2 separate regions of the Pan troglodytes genome follow, and region 1 is linked to region 2. The links are chromatin contacts, called in public Hi-C maps. All regions are on one chromosome and are shown on one strand. Each heading gives the region's core, a stretch centred on a gene start, on an enhancer-like site or on the middle of the called end of the contact. The rest is flanking DNA. Distances are from core to core; before and after follow the strand shown.

Region 1 (5,215 bases), core at 782-3,281, 300 kb before region 2:
TCTCATTCACAAAGCCTCTCCATATAGGTGGAAGCATCTTACTGCTTTGTTTTGTCAGAAGACAAAGAGAGTTGTGTTTTGCCACTTACCTACTGAAATACATATTCATTATAAATTACTCTCCTTTAATTTTTCCTTTATTGTACAATTAGGACAATATATTGTTGCTGTTTTTTTTTTTTTTGAAATTTGTATTGGTAGGTAATATTATCCACAAATTACCTTTCAGGATAGTAAGGGGAGTGTTAAAGATACTAGTTACAAAAAGAGGATGATGGTCTGATTGGGTGGAAAACTGCTGCCTCCTCACTTTGGCCCGAGGAACTTAGGTGCAGGCATGTCCGCGATGAATCAAATTGGATCTTGAGTGAATCTTCCAAATTAAGTCATTTGTTATCACTCTTCTGAAAGATGGCTCTATTTAAGTAGAGAATGCAGGGTCCTATTCAGTTTACTTACAAAGCCATGCAGGGTGTTCAGTAAATAGACATACCAATAACAGCAGTGAAGAACTGACTCATAGATGCAACATAAACAATCTGTTGTATGTCTGAGAAAGGCCTTAGAATTTTTTTTGTTTGTTTCCATGCAACATTGATAACAGAGGAGTGGAAGCCAGGAACAAAGTTCCTTGGTTCTTCTTGTCTGCATGATCTGAATTATAATCTATAAGACTAATAAAGGTAAATTTGAGATTTAGCTGCTTCGACAACCACAGTGGCTGGATGGTAAATGTGAGGATATTAATGCTCCTTTCTCTCCTGTCTCATGTGGAATCTTTGGGGGAGGTTCTAAGAGTAGGGAGGAAGAATGGACATTTGGTTTGTGAATATGCAGTAGAGGTAGATGTTTGGTCTTGACCAAAGAATTCTGTAGCTCTAGTTTGCTCTTCAAAGCTGTTCAATGCTGCCCTACAGGTTTGCTCTATGGCCTGCCAGGGGCACATGGGGCTGCCTGGGAGCACTTCCTCTCCACTTGCTTACTTAATTATCCCTTCTCCAGATCTCAACTCCTGTCACTTTCTCAGGGAAGCCTGCCCTCACCCACCAGTCTGGTCTGATTCCTTTGTTGTGGGTTCACTTCAGAAGCATGTTTTCCCTTGAGATCCCTTATCTCAGTTTGTAATTACATTCATTAGCAGAGACTATGTGGTTTATGTTGGCATCTTCTGAGAGCAGGTTATCTTATTTATGCTCTCCGTTTATTCCCGTGCCTAGCCAGTGCCTGACAAGGTAGGGACTCAGTACATAGCTGTTCAATGAATAAGTGTTTGCTCCAAATTCCAGAACTATCAACAGCTACTATGCTTACGAATATGCCCGTTGTATCTGTAGCCCATGGTGTTTGACAGCTGTCTTCTATTTGTTGAAGAGCTTGGTAACTTGGGATTTTGTAGAGATCAGTAAGGACTGGTGGGAACACCCAAAAGACCCATTAACTCGGTGATTTAGGACTGCTTTGCTTCTCCAGGAACTCCACTCCACCCCCACCAGCAAAAACCAAACCCAGGGTGTTTGAATTTAACAATAGTATGTGTGTGTGCATATGTGTGTGTGTGTTTAGCTGGAAAGTGGCTGGAGAACAAGGTGGAAGGGCCAGAGCTTCTGTTCCCTCCACCCATAAATGTTTGGCAAACACCCTCTAAAGAATCACAATGTGTCCGCTGCCTCCTGGCATTAAACAAAGAGAGCATCGTAATTGCGGTCCCTGGCGAGGTGGGATCTTCGGAGCGCTGCCACCACCTGATTCTGGGTTAGGGGAAGGGGGCGTGATCCCATCTCCCCGGTTAAAGTGGACGGCGTGTGAGTGAGAGCCTTTCCTGCCCCCTCGGGGTGTGTCCCCGCGGGCTTCCCCACCCATATGTGTGAGACCCGTCAGGGAGGCCCGCGATCCGCCCAGGGCCCGGGGCCGGCCCGGCCGGGCGCCGCGTGCAGGTGCGGAAGGCAGGCGGCGGCCCGGTGCGGGCGCGGGGGCAGCGCCGGGGGCCGGGCTGCGCGGCTCGGCTGCGGGCGGCAGGAGGCAGCGTCGGCCCAGGCGGCGGGCGGCGAGCGAGCCAGCGCGCGGTGATGTCAGTGGCGGCCCGGCTGGCAGCAGCCGGTACTTCCTGTGGAAAGGCGGGCGGGCTCGGCTGCAAACCCCACTAGCCAGTGTCAGCCTCTCGGCGGGAGGAGGCGGCGGCGGAGGAGGAGCAGGGGGAGGGCTGTCAAATTCGGGAGCCAGATTTTTTTCCCTTCCCCTGGCAATCCCTTCCGCTTCCCCGGCTCCCGGCGTGACATCTGCGGGCCGGGGACCTGCATGTGTGTGCGCGCGAAGGAGCGGAAGAATGGCAGTGCTCAAACTCACCGACCAGGTAGGGGGCGGCGGCGCCGGCGGGCGGGACGCGCGGGCGCGGGGCGGCGCGGAGCCCGGCGGGGGGATGGGGGCGCGGCTGGAGCGCGCCCGCGAGCTGTTTACTCGCGGCGAAGGGGAGGAGTGTGTGCGGCCGCCGGTGCCTCCGAGAGCCCGCGGCGGCAGCTCCCACTCCGCCGCGCCGTCCCCGCCCTGGGCCGTCGGAACTGCGCGCCCGAGTCTGGGGCAGGGCCCGTGGGCGCTGGGCAGCCGGCGTGCGGGAGTGCGGCGGCCGCGGGCCCGGCGGGGCTGGGGAGGGGGCCGGGGGCTCGAGGTGCTCTCGGGACTCGCACCGCGCCGCGTTGCGTGGGCGCCGCCGGCCCGCGCCCCGGGGAGGAGGACGCTGCACGAAGAGGGAGAAAGGATCGCAGACTGGGACCCCTCCCCAAACCTAGCAGGAGTCCTGCCCGGAATGCGGCTCTTGTGTGGCCGGGCTGTCTTTATTTATCCGTTGGATGTGACATCCGACTTCCTCTTTAGTTGCCCCAGGCTGTGTGCGTGGTGCGGGATGGGGACCCCTGGAGACCGCCCTTTCGTATCGGGCCGGTCCCTCTGAGGAGGTGGTGAAGTCGGCTCGGAGCCTCCACTCACAGGCGGTGGGCTACGGTCTGTCTGTGTCTACCAGCTTTGTTGGCTTTCCTTGCTGAGACACCACACAGGGCAGCTCTGGAGTCCTGGCTTGGAGAGGTGGGGTTATTTGCTGAATCGGATTGACAGTCCTCGCCGCAGGTCTGTGGAATGGTAACAGCCACCTTCGCGGACTCTGCTGCTCTTACATTGACACTAACAGGCGCCAAACCAAGTTGCATGACAAAACTCTTTGCAGCTCTTTCCACGAAAAAAGGAAACGGCTTGCTACCCCCACCCCCGTTTATTCGTGGGTAGTGAAAGGAACTTTGTTTTGGGGTCCTGGTAGGCAGAGAGGCAATCTTGACTTTGACTACAGGGTCAGACTTGCCAGCCCTTGGTATTAAATACCTCAAACTTGTCCATGGGTTGCATCTGCTGCCTTGCGTTCTCCAGTTAGTATCCAGCCAGAACATCTTGCAACTGAAGTGCAGTCCGTCACCACAATGATTTGCAATGATTTGTTCTCCTGCCTTTTAGATTCAGTTTTTTTAGCTTGTTTTTCCTAAATATTTACAGGTGTTTGGCGGGGTTGGTGATGGGGAAATCACTGAGTTAAAATTCATGTTATTGTTAAATTTAGTAAGAAGAGCAGCTGGTACTTGTGATGAATGTATTTGTTCTCATTGGTTCCAGAGCATTTAAAAGTGTAAGTTGATATCAGGATTTCCTTCACCTTTTGGTCACATACTTTGCCAACTGTTAGACATTTGCTTATTTTAAATCCTACAGTTTTAGCGTGTCTTGGGCCTGTCATCTTTGCTAGTACACGTTGCTGTACTTGTCTGTTAATCCCTAGATCTTCAAAGTACAAAGAATGGTTCTAATAGGTATTGTTATCACATATAAGAAAGAACATCACATAGAAGTTTAGAGTTGTAAGGACTCTAAGGATGATCTAGCCCAAACCCTTCATTTTCTAAATGACAAAACAGATCTGGAGAAGTGAAGCAAGTCTTCCTCAAAGAATGCCAGCTATAGGCCTGCAGGACTGGGACTAGCTCTTGTCTTCTGCCTTCCAGGTGCTTGTACTTTCTGCTACAGTTGGTATAGGATAGCTCCATCATCTCATTGGATGTGTTGTAAGGGTTACAAGAAAATATCTCTTCCTAGATCAAGATCAACCCTAGTGAGAAGTGTATTACTTGGTCTTACAAAGAGAGGAAGTTATTCTTCAGGGCTTATCAGAGCAGGAATTTCAAAGATGTTGCCTTTTAAGATGTTTCCAAGTATATTTCCTTCCTTCCCCCAATAAACTAGTATGAGTATGGAGAGAAAGGAAGAGTCACACAACGTTTATTTGGTTCCATCTCCAGATACGTAAAAAGAACCTAAGGCGTTTTAAGATTCAAGAACTTCTGAAAATGTCCAGTCTATCTTGGGACAAAGTCAGAAGGAGATGGGGTGGGGAAGTGGCCTGGGTGGGGTGGGGTGGTGAACAACGATGGTTTCTGTGTAGCTTTAGGTCCAGGAAGTAAGTGTGTGGTCTTTCTTGCCTTATATAGTCTTACCTTTTCTGTTTGAGACTCAATTCTTAGAAGTCAGTTCTTAACCTCACAGATTAACTTTTAAAACCATTTGCTTAGACCACTACTAGAAGAGTTTTGCTCCATCATTGTGGGCAGGGAGCCGCCCGCCTGCTTGGAATCCCTGCCTTAGAGTTTGTACAGGAGTACCTTGCTCTCCATTCAGCTTCTAGTAAAACAACCACTTCTTAATTTCTCCCTCCTTTGTGTGTGTGTGTGTGTGTGTGTGTGTCAGGGTCTCACTCTGACTCGATAGTATGATCATGGCTCACTATAGCCTTGGCCTGCCAGGCTCAAACATCCTCCCACTTCAGCCTCCCCAGTAGCTGGGACTATGGGCGCGTGTGCCACCACACCTGGCTGATTTTTGTATTTTTTGTAGACACAGAGTTTCGCCATGTTGCCCAGGCTGGTCTCAAACTCTTGGGCTCAAACAGTCCACCTGCCTCAGCCTCCCAAAGTGCTGGGATTACAGGCACGAGCCACTGTGCCTGGTACCTCATCTGTTGAATGCCCTATTTGTGAAGTGAATCTTGATTTTTGCTAGGCCTCTTGGATTTTTTACTGTTGATAACCTGAAACACAAATTGCCTGGATTTGTCTTTAAATGTGGCAAAAGTCAGGGGTGACAGATGATGACATTTTCTCTCCAGCTAAAGCTGGGTGCAGGAGCT
Region 2 (4,560 bases), core at 646-3,145:
TGGATTTTCCTCCTGTCATTCACTAAAAAGACACTGTCACTGGACTGTTCACAAAATGTCTACTGTGCAGAAGCTTTAGCATGTGCTTTGAGGATCTGCTTACCCAAAATCTTTTTCAACTCTTTTGAGAGGCCAATATTTTGAGTTTCAAATCCTTGGAGCACTATGAGGAGCAAGAGCCAGGACAAGTATGAGAGGTTTTGGCACAGATAGTTGGAGTGACAGTTTGTAGTCTTTGAGTCGTGTGAAAAATGGTTGTCACTCATAGGAAGAGGCTGAGCTGGTCTGAGACAAAGCTGAACTTGGCAGCAGAGCTAAAGATGTTAGCATCTTTTTGCTAGAAGGCAATTTGGGGACAAAGAAATGTAGTGTGTAGGAAGCCAAAGAGAATTTAAGTTTGGCTACCAACTTCAGGGGAACTTAGATTTACCCGAGGGGCTGGGCGCAGTGGTTCATGCCTGTAATCCCAGCACTTTGGAAGGCCGAGGAGGGCAGATCACCTGAGGTCAGGAATTCGAGACCAGCCTGGCCAACAAGGTGAAACCCCATCTCTTCTAAAAATACAAAACTTAGCTGGGCATGGTAGTGCGCATCTGTAGTCCCAGCTACTCGGGAGGCTGAGGCAGGAGAATCGCTTGAACCCAGGAGGCAGATGTTGCAGTGAGCCGAGTTCACGCCACTGCACTCCAGCCTGGGCAACAGAGCTAGACTCTACCTCAAAAAAAAAAAAAAAAAAATACCTGAGGGCTATTAGCTAAGTTCAAAAAGCTACTGTACCAAAAAACAAAACAAAACAAAACAAAAGCACAACTGTAGAAACTGTTTTGCTATCTAACACATTGGGTGAGTTATATGAAGTTAGATAATTTTTTTCTTCTTATGTTTAGCCAAATATCAAATGTCACTTGAACTATTATGATTATGACTATTTAGAGTATTAAGTTGCTACAGAAAGAGGAACCAATCAAAATATGCTGTTTTTCCATGTTCATGAACCTGCCATCTGCAGTATTCAGCTGTCAGTCCTTTGCCAGTCATTTCCTTTTAGCCATACATTAAACTTCTTGCCTACTTCACCAATGGTAGCAGATTTAGTGTAATTGTAAGAACAAAAAACATAACAGCAGCAGCAACGACATATTACCTGTACTCCAATCCACAGAATTTCCTCCCGAGATACATAAATGGAATGTTGCTGAGAATTAGCTGAATGCAATGGTCTACAAAATGTGCACATTATTCCTGTAGTTCATTTGAGTGCTGTTGATGAATGCAAGCTAATTCCACTATGTATGTATTGTCCCTGAAAAAATGTGTCATTGTTAAATTAGCATTCTCTTGTGGCTGGCAAGTAAATAAAAGGTCTGTAAAATGCAGCTCTTAGGAGAGCCTTTATCAACCTCACATAGCGGCGTCTATTCCCTTCTCTCTCCACATCCATAATGTGGCAAATGCAATGTACTTTGTGGCCTTCTCATTGTTAGAGAGGAGAGAAGGTCACGTTTGGAATTTTAACCACGGTTGCTCTCATCTTACTCCCTGAGTGGGAAGTCATGCCTATCATAAGGCTTTGGTTTGCGTTCAATAGCCTGGCAGAAAGCAGCTTACCCTGAGGTTATCATCACAGGTTTGCTTCCCAGCCCCTGTGGGACCACTACAGCCTTCTAAAGCTGCCTGGAATTGGTGTGCACAGGAGTGCATCCAGTGCTCCCGCCCCAGCCGGTCCAGGCCGGCCCCGCGTGGGGGCCGCATTTCCTGCCCACATTGGCCCCCACTCGGTCCGCTGGGCGAGGAGGGGCAGGGGGAGGCCCAGTCTGGCCTAGGAAAGGGCTCCCAGGGAGCCCAGTCACACCTCGGCCAGGCACGAGGACGCCTGGGAAGTCAGAGAAAGCGCCGCCTGTGGCTCGGTGACCGCGGGGCTGAGGGACCGTCACTCAACAGTGAGCGGATGGAGCGTGCACACCCAGCCGGCGTGAGGTTTTGTTTTCTGCCACCACCCATCAGTCAGAGCGATTGCAGGAACACCTCTTCTGAATATCTACCTCAGAATGTAAAACGACCTGGGAGAAGAGGCGGCCCCAGGTCCCTACTCCCTTCCCTTCTGACCGTCTCCCCTCTCCCCTCCACTTCTCTCCTTCCTTCCTCGCCTTCCTCCTCCTCCTCCATCCTGCTCCTGCTCCCCTCACACTTCCACTCCCTTCTCTCCCTTCTTCCTTCTTTTTAAAGGGGTTGGAGGCAGGGTAGATACAGTATGATTATATGGAATTGGGTGACTCAGAGGAACAAAAAGGGGAGCTGACTAGTGGGGAGAGATTATTAGTCCCATGACAGGAGATAAGAAAGGACCCTAAGTGTAAGAAAAAACCCTCAACACAGGAACTAGAAAAGGAAGGTGGGGATCAATGCACCCTGCTAGGAAGAAGGGGGAAGACAGATTAACACAGAGGCACTCTGCCTGGAAACTACCTTGAGCTGGAAGCCGAGGGGGATCCAGCGGCAACAATGGAAAACCACTGATTTGAAGTCCAAATAAATGTCACTTGGGGCCAGGCACGGTGGCTCATGCCTGTAATCCCAGCACTTTGGGAGGCCAAGGCAGTCAGATTGCTTGAGCCCAGAAGTTCAAGACCAGCCTAGGCAACATGGTGAAACCCCATCTCTACTAAAAATGCAAAAATTAGCGAGTGTGGTGGTGCATGCCTATAATACCAGCTACTCAGGAGGCAGAATAATCACTTGAACTCGGGAGGCGGAGGTTGCAGTGAGCCAAGATCATATCATTGCACTCCAGCCTGGACGACAGAGTGAGATTCTGTCTCAGAAGGTCACTTGGTGGCTCATGCCTGTAATCCCAGCACTTTGGGAGGCCGAGGATGGCGGATCACCTGGGGCTAGGAATTCGAGACCAGCCTGGCCAAGATGGTGAGACCCTGTCTCTACTAAAAATGCAAAAATTAGCCAGGCATGGTGGTGCATGCCTGTAATCCCAGCTACTCAGGAGGCTGAGGCAGGAGAATCGCTTGAACCCGGGAGGTGGAGATTGCAGTGAGATGACATCGCCCCACTGCACTCCAGCCTGGCGACAGAGCGAGACTCCATCTCAAAAAAAAAAAAAAAAAAAAAAGTCATTTGGAAGAGATATGTGTAGTGTTGTTCTGTTAAAAGACTGTCCACTGTTTTCTTTTTCAGTAATTAATGGTCACACACTGTGTTTACGGCTGTTGCTAGAAATTGCAGACAACCCGGAGGCGGTCGATGTGAAAGATGCCAAAGGACAGTAAGTGCGCTGACACGTGGCCTTGGGTTGACATTTCAATCACAGCAGCCACCTGGTTGGTTTCTTAAATCATTACAAGGCTCACTGCGGAACCGAGAAGTTGGGGGAATATATTTGGACCAGGACCAATACACAATGAGGTGGCTTTAAGTCACAGTGCGTATATCCAAGAAAAGCATGAAGGAGTGGGTGTGCACATGTCTTGACGAAAGGATCACCTTTTTAAGGGCTGTGGCCATGTTTCCCGGTTCTTATTTATATTCTCTCCTTTGTTCCCTCTTTCCGCCCATTTTTACCTTCTTCTGAAGCTGCTACACCATTGCCATTTTCTAATTAATAAATAGGACAGACCTCATGAGGTTATCTCTATTATTAAAATCCTTCAGATGCCTTTTCTTCCTCAACTTTGCTTTTTCAAAGTAATTTCCTTCTGTTGGCATATTCCCCACCTAATCTTCTCTTACAAATAGGAAATGCAGAGCAAAAGTCAGCAGTGACTAGCCCCAGGCATGTGAATCAGTGTGATAGTCAGAATCTCACCTCCCTCTTGCATCACAACACTTCATTCTTTCCCTGAGACTTGACAGACTTTTCTTTAGGGAAAGAAGCTTTGTGTAAATGAAATCTTTAGCAGAAGTCCAACATAGAATGCTACAAAGTAGAGCTGCTCTGATGGAAGCAAGAGGGGCTTCTGCATACACATACTCCTCACCCTTGATATCTAGTAAATGCTACATGGATCTGAAAATGATGGGATTAACATGAATATTTTGAAAAGGAAGCTTCCCCTGCCTCATCCCTAGGGATCATTCCACTAACAACATTCCATGTGGCCATTAGAGCAGAGGCAGATAGCTTGTTCTGCATATTGTATAGCAAACTGGGGACACTTAGAAAATATTAAGAAATTGTCAAAAGGAGAGGGGAAGAGAATGGGAGAGAGAAAGAGAATGTCCTCCTACTGGTAGTGATGAATATTTTTTTAAATCTCCTTTTTGAAAGCCTGCTTTATCTCTCTGCCTAGAACACCACTGATGCTTGCAGTAGCATATGGACATATTGACGCTGTTTCATTGTTACTTGAAAAGGAAGCCAACGTAGACACTGTTGACATCCTAGGATGCACAGCTTTACACAGAGGGGTATGTACATCTTTCTCAGCTCTAGTCAAGCAATTTTTTTAATGAGCTTGTTTTCTTTTTTAGCAAACAATTACAAAGGGCCTACTTTGATTGGATTTTTAGCAAAAATGTTTAGCAAAAATTGTTTCCTAATACAACCAA

What was found. A called contact is a pair of places that touch in the nucleus more often than the background predicts.
Region 1: a contact with region 2 is called in a Hi-C map of stem cell-derived neural progenitor cells, with 2.4 times the contacts expected there. The contact joins the promoter of ANKRD44 here to the enhancer-like site in region 2. A contact is called at or near these places in 1 of 7 Hi-C or Micro-C datasets (stem cell-derived neural progenitor cells) and 1 of 1 datasets of contacts at active chromatin or transcription factors (stem cell-derived excitatory neurons).

What each region holds. Positions count from the first base shown.
Region 1 is chr13:99,308,231-99,313,445 of NHGRI_mPanTro3-v2.0_pri, reverse strand. ANKRD44 (ankyrin repeat domain 44) reads left to right here and starts at 2,031. Exons shown (of 28, transcript XM_063791430.1): 1 at 2,031-2,350. The coding sequence starts at 2,324.
Region 2 is chr13:99,008,501-99,013,060 of NHGRI_mPanTro3-v2.0_pri, reverse strand. It overlaps ANKRD44 (ankyrin repeat domain 44), which reads left to right. Exons shown (of 28, transcript XM_063791430.1): 19 at 3,190-3,277; 20 at 4,302-4,419. Among named protein-coding and RNA genes, the nearest start is that of PGAP1, 88 kb to the right of the region's middle. Within about 2 kb of position 1,895, at least 8 of the 24 cell types and tissues checked have an H3K27ac peak or open chromatin away from gene starts, as enhancers often do. A contact at or near this core is called in stem cell-derived neural progenitor cells, where this site is marked.